Regions from separate parts of the Sus scrofa genome. Here region 1 is linked to region 2. Evidence: chromatin contacts called from public HiChIP or PLAC-seq data. All regions are on one chromosome and are shown on one strand. Each heading gives the region's core, a stretch centred on a gene start, on an enhancer-like site or on the middle of the called end of the contact. The rest is flanking DNA. Distances are from core to core; before and after follow the strand shown.

Region 1 (6,726 bases), core at 2,600-5,099, 530 kb after region 2:
TCCGCCGGAACTCGGTGTTCACGGAGGAAGCGACGGCCCGCCAGCCCGACTGCGGGGGGGCGTAGAGGGCCAGGGCGCGGGCCAGCGGGTGGTGGGCCCAGCGGTCGCGGGACCAGTGGTAGATCAGGGCGCAGGCAGCGGTGGGCAGCGTCAGCGCCAGCAGGAGGAAGAGCCGCCAGGTCTCCGGGGCCTGGCTCGGGGAGTAGAGCCGCTTTTCTGAAGCTGCGAAGCACATGCCCACGTAGTAGCCTGAAGGGGACAGGGCGAGCCGGGCCGTCAGCCTCCCCAGCGGGGGCCCGCCAAGGACCGCCGTGCTGTCCCTGTCCCTCCAGAGCTGGCGTGGGGGGTTGGGGGCACTTCCTCTCGTCCCCAGCCCTGGGCCTGGACCTCTGCCCTGGCGGCTCCCAGGGCAGGTGGGCCTCACCGGCCTCCACAGCAGGCCCAAGCCCGCCCTTGTCCTGTCCGCGGGAAACATTTTTGTTTTTCTTTTTTTTTTTCTCTTTCAACAAGAAAACATTTCTGTTTTTCTTTTTCAGCCGCCTGAAAGAAGCTCCTGGGCCGGGGATTGAATCTGAGCCAAAGCTGCAACCTACACCACCACTGCAGCAACACCAGCCAGACACTTAACCCACTGCGCTGGACCAGGGATCAAACCGGCGCCTCCACAGAGACAAGCCAGAGCATTAACCCCACAGCACCACAGCGGGAATTCCAGAAAACATCTTCAACTTACTGTTCTAGCTTTGTACAAGTAACAGCTGAGTACCAGGGGGCAAAAAACAAGAAAAACCTAGAAAAGCAAAAACAAATGCAAGGACCTGGTGTCGCCCAATGCGGGGCTGCCCAGTGGCCCTCCGAGGGCTGGATCTTGGCCTCTGGACCTCACCTGCTCTGAGGAGGCAGATCAGAGCCTGGCACATCCCAGAACTGGGACGTCATGTGTCAGACAGCAAGCAAAGAATGACAGAGGCTTGTCCCAAGGGCCGAGGAGCCAGCTCCAGGGCCCCCGCTAGCCAGCGGCAGGCCAATTTGCACGGTGAAATGAACAATGTAGACAGTGACCCGCAAACAAGTTTGAAACAGCAAAAAGAACGGCAGATGCTATCAAGTCAGTACACATACCCGGCTGCACATGCCAGCTCCAAGGTCAGGCACTGAATCCGAGCCACAGCTGTGACCTAAATCACAGCTGTGGCAAGAATAGATACTTAGCCCACTGTGCCACAGCTAAACCCCAAGTTGACACATTTTAAGCAACTCATTGTGTGTGTGTGTTACTATTGTAGCTCAGCCACAATCCATAAGGATGCGTGTTTGATCCTTGGCCTCGCTCAGTGGGTTAAGGGTCCAGCGTTGCCATGAGCTGCAGTGTAGGTTGCAGACACAGCTTGGATCTGGCATTGCTGTGGCCATGGTGTAGGCCAACAGCTGTAGCTCCAATTGACCCCTAGCCTGGGAACTTCCATGTGCCGCAGGTGCGGCCCTAAAAAGCCAAAAAATAATAAGTTAAAAAAAAAAAGACGAGATTTCCACAGGCCACAGATGCCACTGCCAAACAAAACAAAACAAAACACGTTCCTTGTCGGAGCACAAGGCCAAACTCCACTTCCTCCCCATGTGGCCCCATGAGTCACTCAGCCCACCTTTCTGTCCCCCTCCATCCTGGGATGGTGGTGACCCCACACACACACAGGCTGTTGGGAAGGTGCAGATGGAGGCTCCATAAAGCTGCAGAGATCCTTAGTTCCCAGGGCACAACCCCCAGGAGAACCCAAACTCTGAGCCATGCCTTTCTCCCGGAAACCGGTGAACGGGCACCCCTGCCCCGCAGGGAAGCTAGGTGGAGCGACCAGCTCCCCACCCTGGCCCTGCCTCTATCCTGGCATGGGCTGTCTTTTGCCCGCCTTCCCCACGGGGCAGGCAGCCCCCAGGCACAGGCCCACCTCGTCAGACCAGCCCAGCCCTTCCCAGCCACTTTCCACTGGCCCAGGCTGTATCTCCCTGATGCCAGCTGGAAACCCCTCCCATGTCCACCATGGCAGCTCCAGACAGGGCTGGCCACCGCCACCCGCCCTCCCCCACTTACGTGTGAGCCCAAGTTCTCCAGAGATTCCGCGCTTAGGACCCCACTCTCCAACCAGTCAGCCTCCCAGAGGCCAGTTAGCACCTGGCTCACCTGCCCAGCACAGCCCCTGGCAACACCTGAGCTTCCTGGCCGCACACACGCCTCTCCCCGCCCCGCACCTGAGACGCTCTCAACTGCAGTCGCCCTCCCTGCCTGCCCTTCCTGCACCCCTCTTCCAAGGACTGGGGCCGGCCACCTCTGTTGGCATCATGCCCCTTTCCTGGGAGCTGCCCCTAGGTGACAGCTCCCCACCTGCCCCAGTGACCAGAGCATCCTCTCCCCCAGGGTTCTGCTGCCCGCAAGAGGCAGCTGCGACCAGCACCCTCCTCCTCGCACGGGGCGCTTAGCCCACGGCCTCGGCTCTGCGGCCCGCGCGCGCTCCCCCGTCTCTTCCCCCCTGGGGTCCGGGAGATGGGCCTCCAGCGCCCCCCCCCCGCCCCCAGCTCCGCCGCGCGCCCCGCGAGCTCACCGAGCGGCAGCAGCGAGTGGCACAGCAGCGTGGCGGCCGTGCGGCGCAGGTGGTAGGGCACGAAGGCGGCGTCCTCGCTGCCCAGCCAGCCCGACAGCAGGTTCTGCACCGTGAGCCCGGCCGAGTGGAACTCGGTGGGGGTGAACACGAAGCATACGGCGAACACCAGGTAGGCCAGCGTGAAGGTGACCTCGGGGCTGTCCATCGCGCCGCCGTAGCCGCCGGGAAGCCGTCCGGGCGAGGCCCCCCGCCCCGGGGCGCAAAACAGGCCTCAGCGTCCGCGTCCGGTAGGCGCCGGGGCCGCGCGGGGCGCCCTGGGACGTGTAGTCCCCACCCTCAGGCCGCTCGCGGGGCGCTCTGGGAAATGAAGTTCCAGGACCCCGCTCGCGGCCAGACGTCCTGAGCCGCCGCGGCAGTCCTCGCGAGGGTTTGGAGCCTCCCCACGACCCGCCCTGAGGGCGGCGCTGAACTTGGCTCCATTCCACAGCTGGGAATACAGACTCGGGCGAGCAGCTCTCAGGCCCTGGGCCTTTCCGCGCAGCCCAGGCGCGTCTGCGCAGAGCCCGAGATTCCTGGGCGACGGCGGGCCCCGCACTCACCGCCCGCTCTCGAGCCGCGTTTCACCTTCGTCTGCTGGACGAGCCTGGGCTACCGAGAATTCCAGGGGCCGCCCTGCCTAGCGTGCCGCCTCGCCCGGAAGCGGAAGCCGCCTCTTGGGCGCAGCCTCCCATTGGCCTTCGACGCCCTGTGTCCCGCCCCGGCCACGCGCTGATTGGCCGTACGCGCCAACCGTCGATATTTGAATCGGCGGCGGGCAGCCGGGCTCCCGGACACGGCGCCTCCCGCTCCTTCGGTTCCGCGCAGCGGCCGGCAGGTAAGACGGCGACCGGGTCCGGGCTCGGGGCTCCGTTCCTGCCTCTTCTGGCCTGTCCTCGGGCCTTAGCCTGTCGCAGTGGCGGCCTGGACACGGATCTCTGACTCCTCCCGCGGCGCCGCGGTGCCCACAGTCGGCTCTCCTCGCCCCCCCCACCTCGGGGCGCCCCCTTCCCCGGGGTCCCATCTCGCCCGCACTCATCCAGCCGGCCCGGCCGCAGCTGGCAGCGGAGCCGGTGGGCTCTCGGCCCTGCCTCCCGAGGACGCCTAGTGGCCCCTATATCGCCCTCCACGAGGACCCTCCGGCCGGTCGCACCGGTCTTCCCTCTCCCCGGTGACCTCGCCCAGCCCCCGGCCCCCTGTGGCGGTGACCCGCACTGGCACTCCGCCCCTGACCAGCCTCCGCCTTGCTGCCCGGCCCCTCCTCCCGGCGCAGCCCCACCTGTGAGTCATCACCGACCCCGCGGCACCTGCAGCAGAAACCTGGGCTCCAGCGCTGATTCTCAAGAGCCTGCCGGCAGGCCCTCGACGCCAGTCCTCCTCCGCGCTGGCCTCGCCCCTTCTGCTCAGGAGCCGCCTCCCTGGCCCCCCGTCATTAGTAGGAGCCAAACCCGTAGAGGCTGCCATTGTCGCACCCCCACCTTCCCCAGGTGAAGGGATCCCACAGAAAGGGTGCTCTAAGTCTCCCTCCTGTGGCCCAGGGCCCTCCGGCCCCTCCCCGTTTCACCCCGTCCCCCAGGCCAAACCCAGTAGTCCCCCTTGACTTAGGCTTCCCTTTCCCACCTCCCCACGCCGCGTGTGGGCCTGCTGGCCAAGCCAGGGCTGACCGCTCCCCCCTGGCCACAGACAAGAGCCTCTGGCTCCCTGCTTCCCTCCTCCCGCTCCCTGCTCCACACGCAGCACCCAACCCCACACCCTCCAGGCGGCTCATCCCCCTGACCTCACCTCGTTCCAGGGCACCCGTGTTCCTTAGGCCCCAGCCGTTTTGCTCTTGCAGCTGAGGTCCCCGGGGCCCCCACCCCCAGCAGGTACCTGTGCTGCCCAGTTTTCTGGTGACTCCTAAGTTGGGAATGCCGGGTAGGTGACCATGATGAATTTGGGAAGGAGGAGTAGGACTATTCTAGAACCTCGTGGACCCGACCGGAGGCCCCTGGTGTGTTTCTAGTCTCCAGACCCTGGTGTAGAAGCACCTCAACTCCCCACAGGTGATCCTGCACGTGCCGCTTGTTACCATCCCTGCTCCTCCTCTGAGCCTTGGCCCTCCTGGCGCCCCCGTCGGTGGGCAGAGAGCCAGCTGCCCTGCCCTTCTGCTTTTCTGCCCTCCTCCATCTCGGCTGCCTGCTCCAGCCCCAGTGCCAAGGCCTCTGCCAGTTTTGTCACAGATCAGCCCTTATCTGTCTCCCAACTTTTACCCACAAAGTTCCAGTTATTTCGAGGACCTGTTCTTCCTTCTTGCCCTGTGGGCTGAGAGCCCTCCTAGCTCTTTCTCCCGGGAGGGGCAGCTCCCCCCAGAACGGGATAAGGACACGCTCTGGCAGAGGACATGCTGCCTGCGGTGTCTCACACACACACACACACGCCCGTGCAGGAAGGGGACGTCCACCCTGCGGCACCGTGGGGTCAGCTCGCTTGTCTTCACATATGTGCGTCTAGACAACAGGGTGTCCCCGCCCTCCTCTTGACTCACAACTCTCTGCTTTCCCAGAATGAGTCTGCACGTCTTCAGTGATGAAAATGTCACTGGTGACAGAAGTACAGAAAATTGCGACTTCCTGTTTTCACCACTGGAACTTACCGGAAGATCATCTGTCCTCCGGCTGTCCCAGAAAGAAAATGTGCCGCCCAAGAGCACAGCCAAAGCCACGAAGGTGAGCCCCGCAGATCTCCTGGGGGTCACACGTGCAGTCCCGGGGCCTGCTTTCCCGGGGCCTTAGCCAGCTGGCCGGGCGGGGCCCGGTGGCTTCTAGTGTGGTGGGGGAAGGTGTGAGTTATTGGACGAGTGCCTTCCTGTCTCCCCGACAGGTGACTTTTCAGACACCTCTGCGGGATCCACAGACTCACCGGATCTTAAGTCCCAGCATGGGCAGCAAGCTGGACGCTTCTTCAGCTCTAGGGGACACCGTTGGACTAGAAAGCTCTCATCAAGGCCGGGCCCGGAAAGAGAGGTAAGTGTTGGCGCTGTTTGGCAACCCGCAATCGGTAACCTCTCCGGCGGACTCCGCAGGAAAACGTCCGAGCTGGTTCCTCCTGGTCTCTGCTCCAAGTTTGTGTGGGAGTTGGAAGTCGTTTCTTCCTGGAAAGCGAATTGCGAAACGGGGGAAGTTTAAACCTCACACTCCACTCCTCTGTTGTGCCCTTGCCGACAACTTGGCCTTGGTTTTTGTTTGTCTCTGGGCATGAAATGTCCTGGCCGCATTTCCATGGAGGGACACTCTGTGGCTTTGCTGCTTTTCTTCCCTCCTGCCATGCCCGTGGCAGGCACAAGTTCCCGGCACAGGCGTTGAACCCACGCCAGAGCCACAACCTGAGCCACTGCAGTGACAGAGCTAGGTGCTTAGCTCACTGAGCCACAGGGGAGCTCCCTGCTGCCTTCTTAGCCTCCCACTTGGCTCTCCCTCCGCTTGCAAGTCAGCCTCCCATTCTCAACATCAGGCCTTGAAGAAAGCTTACGGACAGGCCTTAGTTCTAGAGGCAGAAGAGCTGTCTGTCCTGTGCTGTGGTCAGAGGCTCAGATTTTAAACACGTGACTGGCGGCAGAAGCTTTTTTGCAACCTTGCCAACCATGGGCTTGGGTGTGGTGGTCGCCTCGCACCTGCCAGGGCTTTTCCTGCTTCCGTCTGGAGATGAGGAACCTGGCGCGGAAGTTCCTGGGCCAGGGATCAAACCTGAGCCACAGCAGTGACAACGCCAAATCCTTAACCACTAGGCCACCAGGGAACTCCTATGCTTGCTTTTTCTCTTAAACGGATTTCAGGTGTCTAAAAGCCAAAGATGGCTAATGTGCCCTCACCCAACTCAAGGGAAGTGTCCTCCAGCCGAGTGCCCGTCTCCCCGTGGGGGACCCTGCAGTCCTGGCTCTCCCCTCGCCCAGCTTTCCGTGCTGCTTTTCAACATCAGTGTTTTTTTCGCTTTCCTTTTTGAGACTCAGCCAGCTGAGGTCAGCGCGACTCCAGACTCCAGCCGCGCGAGCCGCTCCAGGCCTGCAGAGCAGAGGCGTGTGGGCCCCGGGGTTGGGCCTGCTCTGCCCGAAGGCAGCGTC
Region 2 (7,516 bases), core at 3,109-5,608:
CAGGGTGAAGCGCTGGTCCAGCCAACCAGAGGAAGAAGAGCGCCCCCAACCTTCCCCAGAAAACCTCCCCCAAAGTGTCCATCCCCCTGAGTGACCTCTGCCCCCAGCTGCCTTCCCCAGTGCCCACTCCAGGCACTCACACACCAGCAGCCACAAACTGGAGAAGCACTGCGGTCAGCAGGGCAGTGCAAAAGCTCGCGGCCCCATGCCGCCCCCCAGCCACGGCCACCACAAGGAGCTGCTCCAGAGCTTCTGTGACCTCGATTTCCTCTGGACACCTCTCCCTGCAGGACACACCCAGGCCTTCTCCCAGGCCACAGCCTCTCCTGGGCTCCTGCCCCAACCCCACCACCAAGCCGGATGGCTCTGGCAAGCTCCCGATGGCCCAGGCCTCATCACCGCCGGGACCCGGGACCCCATGAGTGCTGCTGTGCTGTTACTACTGCATGGCGGGTGCGAGCCCCACTGTTAAGGGCTGGCCTTAAAGCTGCCAACGAGTCAGTGAAGGGACGGGCGGGCAAGCTGAAAGGGTGATCATTCAGGCACAAAGCATGGGCCACCATGTCCTGCCGCTCGAGCCCCAAGCCCTGCTGCAAAGGCCCTGGTTACCTGTGCTCTGCGGCGTCCAAAAGGGAAACATCCAGTTGGGACTCTCCCTGGGAGGGAACAGCCCCGCACTCAGGCCTCTGGTCCAGGGTCAGGTGCGGAGAAAGGAGGCTGCCAAGACCCCAAGGGTCCAGGGAGGAGACACCCCAACACCGAAACCAGCCGCACTTCCTGGGGGAAAGAGGGGCAGGCCACCCACCACAGCCTGACGGGCCTTTACGATCTGCCCCAAGGCCCTGGAGGTGGGCCCCGCCGAGGAGGCCCAGAGCCTCTCCCCCCCTCACACCAACCTCAGCGCCATCCGAGACCTGCAGCCAAGAGCCCTGACTATCACAACGCCTTCGACTGCCCCTAGGTCCTGGCACCTTGGGTCACAACAGACCATGCGGAGAAGGGAGGGGGCCCGCCACAGGCAGCAGCCAGAGGACAGCAGGTGGAGGGCCAGGACTGTCAACTGGGGGCCCGGGAGCTGGTGTAGGGTGTGCGTGCCCTCACGGCTTCGCAGGCCAGGGCTGACCCGGAGGGAACGCGAATTCTTGAGCAGAAACCACATCGAGTTTCCCCGAGACCACTGGTCCCACACAGTGCACACAAATGTCCCAGCAAACGGGTGCGGACTCGAGTTCATAACCTCTGACCACACGGACTCCAGACCTACCCATTTCCCGAGAGCTGCTCATGCACCATCACCCACCTCACAGCAGCATCCACAGAGTGGAGCCACCCCTGCAGAGTGGACCGCCCGCCAGCAGGGCAAAGACACGTCTCAGCAGCAGCAGCAGCCCATCCCAGCCACCCCGCGAGCAGAAGGCAGCAGCAGCAGGCAGAATCCATGACAAGAGGCCACACAGAACGTATCCTACAGTCCACTTGGACTGGGTGTTTCTGACAGAGTGGGCACTCCCAATAACTAGCTTTAAAATTAAAGTGAAGGAGTTCCCTTCATGGCTCAGTGGTTAACAAACCCAACTATGATCCATGAGGATGCAGGTTCGATCCCTGGCTTTGCTCAGTGGGTTAAGGATCCGGCGTTGCTGTGAGCTGTGGTGTAGGTGGCAGACACAGCCCGGATCTGGCATTGCTGAGGCCGTAGCTGTGGTGCAGGCCGGCAGCTACAGTTCTGATTGGACCCCTAGCCTGGGAACTTCCATATGCCATGGGTGCAGCCCTGAAAAAACAAAACAAAATTAAATTAAAGTGAAAATTAACAGTACATTTTGCAAAGATCACCTGGCTCCACAGTTCTGCCCAACAACCCATTTCAGGCTACAAGTGCACATGTCAAAGCTATGAAAACCAATGTTTTTTCCCTAAATCTTTTCTTAATTTTTTTTTTGTTTTTTTGGGGGCTGCACCTGCAGCATATGGAGGTTCCCAGCTAGAGGTTGAATAGGAGCTGCAGCTGCCGACCTACCACAGCCACAGCAAGGCCAGATCCAAGCCGCAGCTGCGAAGGACACCACAGCTCACAGCAACACCGGATCCTTAACCCACTGAGTGAGGCCAGGGATTGAACCTGTGTCCTTATGGATGCTAGTCAGATTCATTTCCGCTGAACAACAATGGGCACTCCCTCCCCTAAATCATTTGAGAGCAAAACTTGATCTATTATAAAGTCATTTTGGGCAACACCTAACACGAACTGATGTGAGGCTAGCTGAAGACTTAATTATCCCACCGTGAGGACTCACTCCCTTAACTCCAGATACACGAATGCACTTGGTTATGCAACACTTTCCCAACTGCCCTGGCGGCGTGCCAGCTCAGAGAGAATACACAGGCTCTTCCTAGAACCTGAAGAATTCTGAAATTGTCAATACAGGTACCCAAGGGTTTTGGGTTTGGGATTTTCCACATATTTATACAAGACAGCCTGAATTCCCCCAGTCTAGGTTCTACGGTTGCTACTTGATGGGAACAACAGGTTTCTTAGCATTCCAGCTCAGAAAGGAGCTTCGCGAGCTTTAGAAACTGAAGCCAAGCCGCCGGTTCAGTTCAAGGGGAGGAAATCTACAGCTCCTAATCTCACTGGCACCTTGCACCTCCTGGTGTGTCTAGACAACAAGGGGAGCAGGTGCTTTGCACAACCACAGTGGCTGCTTCCATTTCCTTGTTCTTCATCCTGGGTGTTATGCCACAGGCACGAGCTTCCTTCTCTGTGTGACCCACTTCCCATCCCTCCCCTTCTGCACTGGCCCTGCCCCTGGCAGGAGGTGCATTCTCACCCCTCCCATCTCAGCTGGGCCCACCGTCTATCCCACCAGAGGAATCCCCTGCATTGCACTGTCCTTTGTTCATCAGAAAATGTGTCTTATTTAAAGTTCCACAAGGCAGAAATCACGTACTCTCCACTCTGAATTTCTTAAAGAATCAAAATACTTCCCTGGCATTTTCAGAATAAATGATTTGATCTGGGGGCAACTCTCGTTCTACCCCAGATATGAAAGAATACCACACTTCAGAACGTCACTAGCTCTGAAGAAGAGCCTGAGATCTTCTCACCAAATCACCCTCCAAATTCCTCTCTTCCTGACAGTGGAGCCAATGTGTGTGAGGATGCTAAGGGCAGAACACGCCTCAGGCCTTTGGAAACAGCCAGCCATTGTTCCACCTGAAATTGAGCACAAATGGCAGCAGGAATGTCCGCAGTGACTGGCTGAAGCTACAGCTCCGAGGGAAACCACAGCCATGTGCAGCTGTCCATGCAGCCACTCCCTCACGCAGGCTAAAGCAAGGAACACAGCCCCAAAGCCAACCGTGCCACGGCTAGGGGAAGCTCACACGCCCGCGTGATCCCCACTGGACAAAACAGAAAAACGCAGACAAGGAAACAGGACCGCGCCAACACTGGTGGGAAATTCTGTGTGAGGAAGGGAGGCGGGGTGCAGGAAGCAAGAAACAGCGTGCAGCAACACAGCCGACCACAGACTGACCAGCCCCGCGGCGAGGTTCTGTACGGATCCCAACTGCCGGGTCAGCTCGGGCCCAGAGAGGACCGGGGCAGAAGACGCTCCTATGGTAAGAGGGGGAACCCCGGCTACAGGACGCGGCGCTGTCTGTCCCAACACCCTCGCCTAAGGTCCCGAAACCTGAGAGGACCAGCCCCACGTCCACTGTCCCACCGCGGCCCTCGACGACTTATAACCCACCCCCCGGCCCCAGCGCGTGCCTCGGGACTCCAGCCTTTAGTCTTGCGGGTCCCCCTGCCTCCTTTCCGCTAAGGCCCCGCGCGCCAACCCCCGCCGGCCCACCACTCCTTCCCAGCGACACAGCCTCTCCTCCAGCCTCAGGTGAGCCTACACCTGCCGCCACGACCACCTTGCCCCAGCCTGACCCCAGCCTCCGACACGGAAGTGCCCGACCCCACACGGGCCTCCCCCTCGGCAGTCGCCTTCCGGCCAGCCGTGACCCTCCCCCTGCCCGCCTGGTCCTGCCCCGCGCCCCGGGCCGCGCGCCCCCGGCCCCCGCCTCACCCTCCGCCAGGACCCGCCGCACTCGCAGCCGCAGCTCGCCCATTTCCACCGTCTGCCCCACGAAGTCAGTCTGGTCGCGGCCGGCAGCACCCCCCAGGGAGCCCGGGCCCGCCAGGAAGTCGAGCGCAGACTGCAGCAGCGACATGGCTGCGGCCCGCGGCGGGCGCCGGACCGAGGGCTCAGCGTACAGCCGCGTCCGGGTCCACTCGGCAACCGCCGGCCGCGACCGCACCGCTTCCGCCCGACGCCTCCACGCAGGCGCGGGGGCGCGTCGCTGGCCGGAAGAGCGCCGGGCGTCACTTCCGCCGCGCCGGGCGGCTGCGAGTGCGCGGAGCTGGGCGTGGACGCGAGGGTGGGCCGGGTAACGGGCTTCTGGCGCCGAGCTCGAGGAGGGAGCCCGGCGCCCAACCGTTTGCACGCGGCGGTTTCCGCGGAGGCTGGTGTCCAGGGGCTCCCGGTGCCCGGCCGCGCAGAGCCGGTCTGTGTAAGCCGAGCGCCGGGGGGCCCGCGGCGTCCGTCTATTTATTGAGTTGGTTGCCTATAAAAGACCGAAAAGCATCATTTTAAAAGCTCAGTTTTGACGCTTCTGTGGAAAAATCATTTCTGGCAGCACTGGATCCAGAATCCCGTGTGTGACCCATCACCTAGAGCTTCCCCCCCCCCCAGGTAAGACGCTGCCACTTGCCTGACCCCCTTGGCGCGTTTGGCAGCCGGCCGCTTTCGGTAGGTTCTTGTCTGGCGTGTTCACCTCCAAACGGAGAAATGGAGCCACCGCCCCCGGTAGCATCTTAACCCTCCTAGAATTTCAAGCTATTAAAAGTCTCTTTCCGGGAGTTCCCGTCGTGGCGCAGTGGTTAACGAATCCGACTAGGAACCATAAGGTTGCGGGTTCGGTCCCTGCCCTTGCTCAGTGGGTTAAGGATCCGGCATTGCCCTGAGCTGTGGTGTGGGTTGCAGACGCGGCTCGGATCCCGTGTTGCTGTGGCTCTGGCGTAGGCCGGTGGCTACAGCTCCGATTGGACCCCTAGCCTGGGAACCTCCATATGCCGTGGGAGCGGCCCAAGAAATGGCAAAAAGACAAAAAAAAAAAAAAGTCTCTTTCTGGACAGGCTAGCACGTGTTATCACTATAGTAAAGAAGCTCAGTTCATACAATGCTTTACTGCTTACAACATCCTTTTAGAAGCGTTCCTATTAATTATCCCTTTGGGGTGAGAAAACATGCCCAGCAGTGCCATTACTTAGCCAGGGGGCCAGGGTCAACAAGTGATACCGAGTCACATGGCTCTTCCAGCCGCTGCGTTTGTCTGGTAAATGGAACACATCGGAGGCTTGGGAAAAAGTCCGGGCTGTTTTTGGGTGTCTCCTAGCATAGAGGTGGCAGTTGTCTGGAGGAGAGCACCAATGGGACAATGTCGCTTTTAGACTGAAAGTACACTCTTTAGAGAGGAGCAGCAACTAGGGAAGCAAGAAGGAAACTAAAAGCATTATGTCAAATGACTTTGCCATTTAAAAGGAAGGAGACAAAAGAAAAAGAGGAACCTCCACTTACAGCTTCCAGGAGTAAATGATGTACCTGGGATTTAGCAGCAGTGATATCAGCATCTTGCCCAGAACAATATTGTTTCCGTGGAGCAGTGGGTGGAAACTAGGTACCCAAAGAGAAGGAAAAAAAAATGAAGAGGGAGAGACAGTAAGGGGAGGTAACTCAGGAAGTTTGGTTGCGGAGACTACGGTACCGAGGGGGTGCTGAGATGTTTAAGATGGGAGATTCCTGAGCATCCTACAGCTGATGGAAGGAAACCAGGATGTGTTTGCTGGGACAGAAGAGTCAGGTGTAAAGTGCCTTCCCTCCTAGAAGGTAGGAGGGAATGATATCCAGAGCACAGGGAAGTGTTCACTTTGGACAAGGGAAAATCACTGTTCGTCGCAAAAGGAGAGAACGAAGACAGAGTGCAGTTGGTGGTAACGTCGTGCATGTATTGGAGTGAAAGCAAAGGAATTCTCTGATGAGCTCTTCACTGTGAATAACGAAGAGAAAACATCTATTGAAAAGGAGAAGGGAGGTAAGAAAACTAAGTTTAAGCAGCGGGGAAAAGCTCTAAAATACTTGTGGTGGAAAACATAGGAAATAATTCACTAGAAAGCATGATGATTTCAGAGGCTCTGGATTTATAGGCATGACCCAGGATCAGGTAGAGGTTGCTGAGTAGTGTAATTCCTTTAGAGGCAAGATTCTATCCGGACCTCGTGTTTCATGTTGATGGTATCTTTTTATGCTGACACTGCACTAGGTGTTATTGTAGCAGCTTCTTAATCCAAATCCGAGTCTCGGGAACACACTTTCCTCCTGAACTCTTTCACATCTGTTCTCAGAGATCTCAGCATGTGTATACATGTCTAAAACTGAGCTTACAGTCAAACCTGTCCCTTTTGTAGTAGATTTCATTACAAAGATTATTAGCAGGAATGAAAAAGATCATTCTGTAATGATGAAGGGGTAAATTCAACAAAAGACATAGCAACCTTAGACAATTCTGCCCTGCTAATCAAGCTTTAAAATACATGAAGGACTGCAAGGAGATTGTAGTTGGAGATTTCAGTGGTTCTTTTTTTTTTTTTTTTTTTTTTTTTTTTTTTTTGGCTTTTTAGGGCTGCACCCATTACATACGGAGGTTCCCAGGCTAGGGGTCAAATCAGAGCTGTAGCTGCCGGCCTACACCACAGCCACAGCAACTCGGGATCCAAACCACATCTGCGGCCTACACGACAGCTACCGGCAATGCCAGATCTTTAGCACACTGAGCGAGGCCAGGGATCAAACCCAAGTCCTCATGGATATTAGTCGGGTTCGTGAACCACCGAGACACGACAGGAACTTCCTTCAATTTTTCTTTCTCAACAAATGATGGAATAAATACCAGAAGATGACCAAGGATGTGGCAGAGTTGAAACACACCACCAATCAATTTGACAATGGATATTTGCAGAATACACATTTTCAAATATATCAAGAACAATCACTGGCATTCCCAGGTGGCTTAGTGGTTAAGGATCTGGCATTGTCACTGCTGTGGCTCAGGTTGGATCCCGGGCCAAGGAATTTCTGCATGCCGCAGGTGCAGCCAAAAAATAAAAAATAAAATAAAGAACATTTACCAAGATGGGTGATTTTCTGGGCACATGTGTTCTCTGAACACATTGGAATTAAGCTAGAAATCAATAGCAGATGTCTGGAAATCCATCCAAATATTTGGAAACTGAATGACTCAGTTTTAAATTACCTTTAGGTTGGGCAGTTCCCATCCTGGCTCAGTGGTGAATGAACCCAACTAGGAACCATGAGGTTGCAGGTTCGATCCCTGACCTTGCTCAGTGGGCTGAGGATACGGCGCTGCTGTGAGCTGTGGTGTAGGCTGCAGACGCGGCTCAGGTCCC

What was found. HiChIP or PLAC-seq counts read pairs in DNA pulled down with a chosen protein or histone mark.
Region 1: a contact with region 2 is called in an H3K27ac HiChIP or PLAC-seq map of alveolar macrophages. The contact joins the promoter of TMEM129 here to the promoter of GAK in region 2. A contact is called at or near these places in 1 of 5 promoter capture datasets (fetal liver) and 1 of 2 datasets of contacts at active chromatin or transcription factors (alveolar macrophages).

What each region holds. Positions count from the first base shown.
Region 1 is chr8:822,384-829,109 of Sscrofa11.1, forward strand. TMEM129 (E3 ubiquitin-protein ligase TM129) reads right to left here and starts at 3,850. Exons shown (of 4, transcript XM_003128802.4): 1 at 2,595-3,850; 2 at 1-249. The coding sequence starts at 2,799. It overlaps TACC3 (transforming acidic coiled-coil-containing protein 3), which reads left to right and starts at 3,050. Exons shown (of 16, transcript XM_003128804.5): 1 at 3,050-3,468; 2 at 5,173-5,335; 3 at 5,490-5,632. The coding sequence starts at 5,174.
Region 2 is chr8:292,631-300,146 of Sscrofa11.1, forward strand. It overlaps GAK (cyclin-G-associated kinase), which reads right to left and starts at 4,359. Exons shown (of 28, transcript XM_021100831.1): 1 at 4,080-4,359. The coding sequence starts at 4,224. It overlaps TMEM175 (endosomal/lysomomal potassium channel TMEM175), which reads left to right and starts at 3,063. Exons shown (of 11, transcript XM_021100844.1): 1 at 3,063-3,624.